2 separate regions of the Mus musculus genome follow, and region 2 is linked to region 1. The links are chromatin contacts, called in public promoter capture Hi-C maps. All regions are on one chromosome and are shown on one strand. Each heading gives the region's core, a stretch centred on a gene start, on an enhancer-like site or on the middle of the called end of the contact. The rest is flanking DNA. Distances are from core to core; before and after follow the strand shown. Region 1 holds the start of F13a1 (coagulation factor XIII, A1 subunit). Region 2 has its middle 60 kb from the start of Gm30549.

Region 1 (5,220 bases), core at 1,815-4,314:
GTGTCTCCTCGTGAATACTGGTGGGGGTGTCTGAGCTCTCTCCTTTTTCTCCTCCTATGTCTGCCTTCTTCCAGAGCCAATGCACTCTCATCCAGAGCTCAGTGTCTTCTCTGCCAGAGGGGAATTTTACAAGAAAACTGAATACCCTAAGGTGACCCATGGGATAGTTTGATGTCTGCAGGCTTTCCAATATTATTTGCATTCTTTAAAAAAAAAAAAAGAAGCTTGTAGTCTTGGCAGCAAAAAGTAAAGACTATCAATTCATTGCTTTTATTTCCTAACCTGACAAAGAAAACTGAGGCCAGATGGTTGTATACCCAGGTTCTGTGGCTTTAATGTTAGGGTTTAGAATGTGACACTTAGTTTGAAGAGTTAGTACTTGGGCACTAAGAGCCACTGAGTGACTGTCTGTACCTACCTCAGCAAGTAGATGTCTATACCCCATGAAATGCAGCACTGAGAGCCCACAGGAGCAAAACTGGGTTTTGGTGCATAAACGAGATTCTGCAATGTATTGCCAGCTAGATGCTATTCAGGGACAAGAGTCTGAATGTCCCTGCTCATTCCCCCAAAGGAATGACTTGCGTATCACCAAGCCAGTGCTGGCACCTGGACCCTGTCATAGCTGACACGGTCAGAAGGAGGTCATCTGGTGGCCACTGCACCCAGAGCGGGTCCCTCAGGAGGAGGCAGAGGAGGAGCATCTTGCCTTGCCTTGTCCCTTAGCTACTCAGGAGACACATTGAGGGCTTCCATCTCTGTTACTGTCAGAATCTGGCACCTCTCACCAGCTCTGAGATTCAGAGCTGTGGATGGAGGAGGGGGAAGGAAGGAGTTGAAGCCAGACAGTCAGGCAATATTACAGAAGTGGAATCTTCCAGCGAGAGAACATTCTCTAAAGGAAAGAGCATCAGGGGCGAAAGAGGCCCTTGGTGAATTCAACACCATGTTGTGTAAAAGGAATGGCTGAGAAGTAGAAAGGGAAGTACCTTCCCTATGTGACAAGATAAGTAAAGGCCCAAACTAGGACTGTCCTTTCAGCTTCTCTGGTATTTCTACAGCTTGGGTTTTGGAGACTTTCTTAGGTGGGCACCAGAGACTACAAGGGGACATATTTTTGTAAATCTTTGTGGAGGAGGGTCCTGACACAGATCCCTCATGGGAAATGAGGTCCGGCTCTAGTAGACACAGTGGTATGCTTCTCCTACCTTTCAGGTTGACACCCCTTGGCACCAGGCCTTGTAGCTCCTCAGTTGGGAGGTCCACTTCTGCAGCATTGGAGTTATTGGGCGGGACTGCTCGCCTCCCCCCAAAGGTGCTTGCTGGAGTATCTGACATTCTCAGCTTTACTGGATCCTTGGGAAGGGAGAAGAGAGTTCATGGGGCGGGAATGTGAAATGGGTACCACTTGTGGCTAGGATTCTAAAATAGAGGCAGAGATGCAAACCGTACATGGCAGCTCCCAGACAATACATTGTAAGCCACACACAAAACATGATAACTGGGAGGTGGCAGTGAGGATTACCCCAGTGAAGGAGTGTGTCCCCTGAGGATCTCAGGGAGAGTCCCCATTTGTCAAGATGTAGAGAAAGCAAGGGAGTAAGAAGTCTTTAAAGATTTCAGACAGCATAATTTTTCTTGCCTCAGCACCTCAAAGCCTGCATATTTGTAAGTACATTCAATTGCTCATCTCAGGGAGACTCACCAAACCAACGTCACTGTGAGGATTAGACTCATGAAAACATGTACAGATTAGGATGGTTCCTTAACGATGTCCCACCAGTCATTTAATTTGGTCACTATTTACTGAGGGCTTCTTACAAGCTGGGATCTGATCTTAGTACTTAGGTAGGTTCATCAGACATGAAAACAGTGTCTCTTTCCTGAGAGCTTACAGTATCGTGGGTTTAGGGGTGACCCTGACAATAGTCATACATGAATCTGCTAGGGTATGTGGGATGGAGGTCATGGTTATATCCAATTGAAATCGTGAGTAGGCTGTGCTCTAACTTGGTCTGGCCTGCTTCCTCTTCCCTTGGAGTTTGTGCAGGCAACCAGCCAGTCTAAACACTACCCACCTTACCTTCAGGGCCCAATAAGGACTTGTTGACCAACTGGCCAAAATGAAGGGGGACTTTGTCTCTTCACCTGGCTCACCATGCAGTGACTCCTGGCAATCTGGCTGTTTGCAAAACCCAGGCACACCCTTGTAAGGTGAAGCATTGCTATTATGGGATCAACTTGATTCAACTGTTCTAGAAATGAGAGGAGTCCTAGAAGCGAGGCTGAGCACAGGACCATTTAGTAAGGTATTTGGTCTTTGGAGGAGAAAGGGATTCTTGGAAGGATGAGACAGCAATGGGTATCTACAGATGCCTTTGGGGATTTACAGATAATCTCTGGTGAGCTAAGGAGGGAGAAAAGTTTAAATAAAAAGGTTTGGTGACAGAGAGGACAAGAAAACTCAACCCCCCTGGTGTTAAATAGCAAAGGCATCCTGAGTGGTCACAGGGGATGGGGAGCAGTGCTGGGTAGTCACACCACCTTCTAGTAGAGAGCAAGTAGAGCAGAGAACATTCCAAGTGCTGGTCAAGGAAGGAAGTGCAGGCCACTGTGTGAGTGCAGGTGAGGGAGCTCCCCTTCTCTTGGTAGATTTGGAGATGGGAAAGGAACTTGAGTTCAGCCCCTGTGTTGAGATGGAAGGCGGGCATTCCCAGGTGGCCTTACCCTGTCCTCTAACCTTATTTCCAGCTCCACAGCTGGCTTCCCTTGGGAAAGGGGACCTGCCTTGGAGGAGCAACCTCACCCAGCTGTGCTCTCAGGATAGCATGGTAGAGTTCAAAGAGGGTCCCTCTTAAAGAGGTGAAAATGCGGAGATGGAGAGAGAGGCTGCCTCTGACCACTCCCCAACACTACAGACATAGAATGTAGGTTCAGAGGACTGCCACAGCTTGGAACAGGGCTGCTTAGTGCTGCTCTGAGGGTCTCTTACCTGCTTGTGCTCCTGAGAGGGTGCTCTGGTAGTCTCTGTGTGCCTCTGGGTACTTCCTCAAAAGGACTCGGGCAAAGTGACCAGAAAGTTGGCTCTTAAATAACTTCCTAACGGCTCCCACCCTCCTCCCCATCCCAGAGGATTTCTCCTCCCCTTTCTTGACGGCTGGTGGAGGGGGCAGAACTGTTTCTAGGACTTTCCGTTTACTCCTGACATTCGGCTCTGATGGTCTAGTATGTGTGCCTCCCTGCCTCCATACCCCATTTGTTCCTAAGTTCCCATGCTGGCATCTCCTCACTCCCCCCACCCCCAGACCCCCAGTCAGCCTTTCCCCTCCTCTGGCTACTACTAGCAACTGGCAAATGGCACTGGAGTGTGAGCCAGCCTCTCTTCTGCCCTCTTGCTGGGTCAGAAGGGCTAAAGGGACATTTTTTTATCCTGTGGAAATGCCTTGCCAGGGTGGTGAGCTGGCAGAAGGGAGGATCTGCCTTTTCACAGACAGGTCACACAGACAGTGGTGACCATGCATAAAGAAAGAGCAATGAGTCCATCTTGTGCAAAGAAAATTGCGTCCTGAATTCCCCCACAGATCCAGCCCCAGCCCCAGCCCCAGCCCCAGCCCCAGCCCCAGCCCCAGCCCCAGCCCCAGCCCCAGCCCCAGCCAAACCACAGAACTTCCTGTAGTACAGCCACATTGAAGTCCAGCGTCAGAACTGATGGACAGATACCCTCAAGAGTGTCACCCAAGCTGGAAATGCTTTGTTTTGCCTTGGAGCATTCTGGTGTATCTCCAAGACTTACAGAGAAAGGAAAGAAAGTTATCCACCCCAGAATTTGCCTATCTTTATTTTGATATGGCCACATGTTTAACCATTGATTTTAACCACAGATCCATCTAAATGCTCTCATAGTCTCCAGATGTCTGATTCTGACACGCAATCTTCACATTTCAAAGAGATGCTATTGGTTAGGAATTCATGTTCTCCCCATCCCATCTCTCTGTCCCAAATCTGTGTACTTGTCTGTAATTTTACCAAGTTACCCCACTTCTTACCCTTGAAATAAAAAAGTCCTCCTCCTCTTCCTCCTCCTTGTATCCAAACTAAACGTTTGTCGTATTTCCTGTCACTTTCTCAAGGGCTTTACTGTGTCTCTTATCCTCTCTTCCTCCTGTAGCTTCAAGCTCCAACTCCCTCACAGCTGCTTCCTGTCACCATTGACACAATTTCAAGTCAAGTCTCTTCAACGTTTTTAAAAGACTTCTCTCAATTCACAACCTCTGTTCATTTTTGATTCTCTCCCCCCTCCTCTGTCACCAAGCCTCTGACTTCTGAGTTCTACATCCAATATTCTATTGAAACTACCAAAGAAACAGAATCTGCCTTAGTGCATTGTGTTGCTGTAACAAAATGCCTGAAATTGGGACATTTATAAAGAAAAAAAAACCCACTGTTTTCTTTAGCTTGCGGCTCTGCATGTTGAGAAGCCTAAGAGTGTGGGGTTGTCATATTCCTAGCTTCTAGAAACAAAACAAAACAAAAAACAAACCTTGGGCTTTCTCCTCTTTTTTTTTAAGGTGTAGGGGGTAGGTTTATTTTGTACACTGCAAGGTGTAGTAGGCTGAGCAGAAGAGCATTGTCTACTTCACACTGTCTTCCTGAGGCATAAAGCAGGAGAAAAAACAGACATTAGAAAAGAGAAAATTTGGGGTCAGCCTTGCTTTTTAGTGAACTGTCCTCATAGTAACTAGCCTAGTCCCATGAGAGCTACGCTGATCTTTCTGAAAGACCTAACCACCTCTTAAGGGTCTAATCAACTCTCAGTGTTTATCACACAGAGGCTCTAGTTTCAACCTGAGTTTTGGAGGAGAGAGGCCACATTGAAAGGAGTGCACTTGCAATTGTGTGTCTTTGAGGCAAAGAAGAAGACTGAGTTTTTATTCTTTTGAGGCACTGAGTTCTCTTGCCCATTCTGTCCTTGAAGGTCTTTTCTGTGGACTCTGGGCCACTGCACACTGTGCTATTCCCTTCAATGTAGCGTGCTATCCTTCGATTATCCCAGCAACTCTGAGAGATTTACTACATGTATCTCCTGGCACCTCCCCAATCTAAGTGCCTAGCCATGGTCTTTTCCAGAGCTGTTGACTCCCCCAGCCACCTGACTGCTGGTCACCTTCTCTTGACCCACTGCAGTGAAGCCCACAGTCATCATCTCCATGGTGAGATACA
Region 2 (5,220 bases), core at 1,193-3,692, 82 kb after region 1:
CTTGGTGTCTGGCCACCATACTGGTGCCCCTTCTCCATAGCAACATGTCTCTTGTAGGAGGATAATATTCTCCTATCTAGGTGATTAATGCTTGTGTCTTGCCTTTCTGATCAAGTCCATTTCCATGGAAACAGAAAAATATACTCCTTTCTCCTAATCTCCTACTGCAGGACATGTGGGTCAGGGAAGGAATCCAATTTCATATTTTCTTGATATTATTAAACAGCCAAGCTATGGTATATTACCAAAGGTATATGAATCTTTCAATATTTTCTCTAAAATAGTTTTGTTCATAGATGTAGACCACATCTTGAACTTGTAACATCACCACTGAACCGACTCTGTAACAAAGTCATACTGAGTGATGTACTAGTATGTTTGCTGATATAAAATTCCATAATTAACAACAACTTGGGACATAAGGGTTTCTTTAGCTTACACGTCCATATCCTAGACCATGATGGGAGAAAGTCAGGACAGGAACTCAAGCAGGAGTCTAGAGGCAGGAACTTAAGCAGATGCCATAGAAGACCCTTTCTCATTGGATTATTTCCCATGACATTTCAGCCCCCTTTCTTATATCACCCAGGGTCATCTGCCAAAGGTAGCACCAATCCCCTTGAACTAGGCTCTCATACTCTCATACATCAATTGTTAATTTAAACAAACAAACAAACAAACAGACAAACAAACATGCCCTACAGACTTTCATACCGGCAATCTGATGGAGTTATTATCTCAATTGAGGCTCCTCATCTCAAGGACCAGCTTAGGTCGAGTTAAGAATCTTAACCAGCACAGTATGTGTGTGAACAGTGCACGAGAGGAGGGATGATTGAGGCAGCAAGTGGTGCAAGTCCCACTGCCCAACAGTTTCACTAGTTCTGCGTGTCAGAAACAGGCTTTAAACTCTTTGACAAACAGCATTTCATTCTCTATTATAAGGAGAAGCAGAGGAGGAGGAAAAAGGGGGAAAGAAGGGAGAGGAGAAATTTTAACTGAAGTGAGTCAAGTAGGAGAAGGAAGAGGAGGAAGAAGAAGAAGAAGAAGAAGAAGAATAGGAAGGACTGATTATGAAACAATGCAAATCCTAATATATGTGTGTATTTCTTTGGAGTTTACAAGGTACACTTTTTAATTTATTTTTATTGGTTATTTTATTTGTTTACATTTCAAATGTTGTCTCCTTTCCTAGTTTCCCCGACAAAAACTCCCTATCCCATCCCTTCTTCCCCCTACTTCTATGAGGGTGCTCCCCCACCTAACAACCCACACACTTCTGCCTCACTGCTCTAGCATCCCCCTGTACTGGGGCATCGAGCCTCTCCTGGGCCAAGGACCTCCCCTCCCATTGAGGCCAGATATGGCAATCCTCTGCAACAAGTACATTTTATTTAACAACTACATAGCATTTTCAAAGATGACATGGAAGTTAAACAAGATTCAGCTTTCTGTTAACTTCACAATAGTCCTGAGACAGATAGAGAACAGGTGTTTTAACTACGCCATATTTGAGCTTGAGCATGCCCAAACTTGTTCAAAATGCCTAAATATTGCTTGTCTAATAGCACACAAATGATCAGTAGTGGTACAGGGACCTCAATCCAAAGAGGGGTTCTTTATATCAAGCTGCTCCCTTTATGTTTTATTTTGATCAGATAATATTCCAGTAGTGAACCAAAATAAAATTCTAAAATGTGCATATTGAACAAGGAGATTTGTGCATATCAAATAGCTCATTTACTATGAAATTTGCTTTTCTGGTGTAATTTACTGCCCAGAATCTGAAAAGAGAGAGTTTGATAATATTTATAAACCACATCCAGACAATCAAGAATTAACTACATTAATCTCCAGAATCTAATAAATATTACATTAAGCTTTCCAAATGGGATTGCTAGCCTTTGGGCTATTGCATTAGCTGGACAAACCAATTCCCATACTGCTGTTTAGATGAAAGTAATAAGCCCTATTCAAACTAAAACACTACATGGTGCTGAGATATGCTATCAAGCTATCAGTAGAGCAAATACTGACCCCATCCCAGAGTAAGAAACTAAATTCCTAAGCCACCAGTAAATCTATGCAAAACTGCATTAAGTTGGAAAATATTGGACTTGAAAATCAAAATATCCATAGCTAAATGCCAAATCATTCCAAAATCCTATTCAGTTTAGCTCCTGGACCTGACCAGGGTCTCAACAGGGAAATAGGCACCTGCTTGAAGGCCAGTAAATATTGGTCCCTGATGCAGCTCAGTTCACTGAAGCCAACTGACTTGGCCTTGTCATTAGGAATCTTAAATGGAAAAAAATAAGACCGTATTGAATGGGTCCGTTTTGCAAAGAACAGCTGCAAAGCAATTTCACGTTTCGCTGTGTTGCAATCCTAAGTAACCGCCAGAGCCGTTCTATTTCTGTAAAGTCACACACCCACAGAGAGTTCACAGGCAAGCTAGCTGGAGGAAAGGCTGCTTCTCCCTCTTGTACCGGAACCCTTGAGTGGCAGGTGTTTGAACGGCTACCAACGAAAGCTAACAAACCTGTCCACCAGGAAATCTAAGGGAAGCTAATCAATCTATCGGTACAACTATTGTAGTTTCTTTCACTTCTGCCAGAATTTCAAATGTTTGCTGATGATGTTGGGGAAATTAGGAGCGGGGCAGGGGGCAGAGGGGGAGAATCATGTAGAATTAGATCTAAAGAGGAGGTTAGTGGGGAACTAATGGATGGGCCTGCAAAGTCCTTCTGATCATGCCCCCTTTTCCACTTCAAAGAGACTTTTTGTTGCCACCACACCAGTGAAACTGTCTTTGGCCAAGATAATGCACTTGAAAAGTTAAGTTTCTCTATTAGGGGTGGCTGGTATGGCTGGGAAGACAGGTCAGTCACTCGAGTGTTGGGTACATAAACTTACATTCCTGAGTTTGATTCCCAGGACCCATGTTAAAAGCTAAGCATGCAGTACACACTTAAAATCCCAGAGCTGGTGCCTGGCAACCCCTATCCCAGTGATTCTTAACCTGTGGGTTGTGACCCATTCACAGGGGGTTGCCTATGATCATCTTCATAACAGATATTTACATTATGATTCATAACAGTAGCAGAACTACAGTTGTGAAGTAGCAGCAAGAATAATTTAATGGTTGGGAGTCACCACCACTTGAGGAACTGTATTAAGGGTTCCAGCATTAGGAAAGCTGAAAACCACTGCTCTATAATGATGTATGTGATGGCTATGGCCCATAGGATTGAACCTGTCAGAGTGGAACTTCCCTATCACATGAAGCAATGACTAGCAAGCTCTTTTATTCTGTCAATCAATAGACTCGTTCACTCAATAAATATTTGTTTAGTTATCTGCAGTGAGATGGTGACTAGGCATTGATTAAGGCAGACATGATCCCTGCTTGAGTTGGGTGTGTCTTACAGTAAGGCAAGGTTTAAAAATGAAAAGGAAGCACAAACAGGGCTTAGTGCTAACAACAACAGTGGCCAGTGCTTCCCAGAGGCTCTCCATCTTGCACTGCATACATATCAGGGAATGCCTCCTGAAGGAGAGGATATTGAATACCATGAAGGACTTGCTACCTCTGTCCATCTCCACAGTGACAACAGTCTCAAAGGTCTCCCATTCTGATTCATATGTTGGTCACATTTTCCAACTCTCTTGAGCAATCCTCATTTGTATACACTGGCATACAATCTCAATATGATAAGCCCTCACTTGTTCTTCACCTCACTTCTAGATTCTAGTCCACTCTTATTGCATCCTCCATATGAATATTTTTATGCTTTTTACTCCATCTCTTCTCCTGTTATTTCTTCCCCCTATTTCAAATAAACTTTGGTTCTCACTACTAAAAATAAAACAACCCTTGCCAAGATGCCCACTGATTATCTCCTGGTCAAATCCTGTGGCAATTTCATTTACAAGGCAATGTCATTGCTGTTTGAAATTGTTCACTCTATTTGCTTATACCAAGGGGTTTCTTCTAGAACTCACAGAAATGAACCTGTCCATCTAAGGGTCAGAGGGAAATTCTGTTTCATAGGTTGGTCACATTTTCCATCTCTACTGAGAACCCCCCCCCTTTATATACATGTGTATACAATCTTTCTCCATATGTTAAACCCTCCCTTCTTCTTCACCACCTGAGATCAGTCCTCAAGCAAGGAGAGACAGGAGACAGTGCCTCACAGACTTGGTTTTTCCTTCCCTTCTGCTGAGGCAACTCTGAAGGTTCTTCAGAGACTCCAAGATGTCCCATGCAATCCCCTTGGAAACCATTCCATGAACACACCCTTGATGCATGTTCCATCTCTTTCTCTCTCACACTTCTTTGGCAATTTGCTCAACCCCTTAGAACCATCTTTCAAATAAGTTCTTGCAATCAGTGCCTTGTCTGGATATGTTGGCAGGTAGTAGAGGACAACACGTTAGTTGGTGGCAAAAATGGATGCAATTATCCTCTTACTTCATTGCCTTTGCCAACTTGACTTTGTAACTTCTCAGGTCAAAAAGGGAGACTATTTCTCCAACTCACTGATTTTAGTATGACCTTGTGAGTTGCTTTACTTTTGGAAATGCAATTTAAAAAGGTATTACAAGTTCTGAGCCAAGACCTAAATGATAACTCCATACTTCTGCCCACTCTCATGGGTCTTAGCCTCTGCTATGAGGGCTATGCTGTAAGCAAAATAATGAACAAACATGTGGGCTGGAGTAAGTCATTTCAGTCTATTGAGGTGGAAAGCTTAGCTGAGATCAGCAGAACTAACATCCAAATGACTGATTGCTGAACAAGTCCTAGCCAACATGGGTAGTGAGAAGGAACACCCAAGTAAAGTTCAGTACAGGTTGATGTTAAAATCCAGTAAGTTCTGATATGGTTGGTAACACAGCAAAAGCTAATTGTTATAGTTATCTAAAAATCAGGTGATAGCATAGACCAAAGAAAAAGATCTTTAGGATGAAATTCTAGAACTGACTAATCAGACCCCAGCAAGATACCATTTCTATATCTACATGAATACATTTCTAACTAGAATGCTGACCTCAGGTGAGCTGTGGGAGAGGTCTAGGTAAAAAGGGCTACATTCACTTCTAACATAGCTCCAGCACAAGGAACTTTCAGGCAATGATTATGGATGGTAGTAGTGGTAGAATCACGTGGCTATTATTAATGATCAGAGAAGCATTGAAAAATAAAATGTTAGC

The links. Promoter capture Hi-C pulls out the DNA fragments that hold promoters and counts their contacts.
Region 2: a contact with region 1 is called in a promoter capture Hi-C map of neutrophils, with 2.3 times the contacts expected there. The contact joins the enhancer-like site here to the promoter of F13a1 in region 1. A contact is called at or near these places in 3 of 39 promoter capture datasets (macrophages, neutrophils and stem cell-derived epiblast-like cells), 5 of 484 Hi-C or Micro-C datasets (the HPC-5 cell line, double positive thymocytes, granulocyte-monocyte progenitors and 2 more), 1 of 115 datasets of contacts at active chromatin or transcription factors (heart atrium) and 3 of 9 other capture datasets (adipose tissue, liver and macrophages).

The regions. Positions count from the first base shown.
Region 1 is chr13:37,046,149-37,051,368 of GRCm38.p6, forward strand. F13a1 (coagulation factor XIII, A1 subunit) reads right to left here and starts at 3,065. Exons shown (of 15, transcript NM_028784.3): 1 at 2,993-3,065; 2 at 1,209-1,356. The coding sequence starts at 1,338.
Region 2 is chr13:37,128,424-37,133,643 of GRCm38.p6, forward strand. No RefSeq gene overlaps it. Among named protein-coding and RNA genes, the nearest start is that of Gm30549, 60 kb to the left of the region's middle. Within about 2 kb of position 2,443, at least 66 of the 459 cell types and tissues checked have an H3K27ac peak or open chromatin away from gene starts, as enhancers often do. A contact at or near this core is called in the HPC-5 cell line, adipose tissue, double positive thymocytes and 2 more, where this site is marked.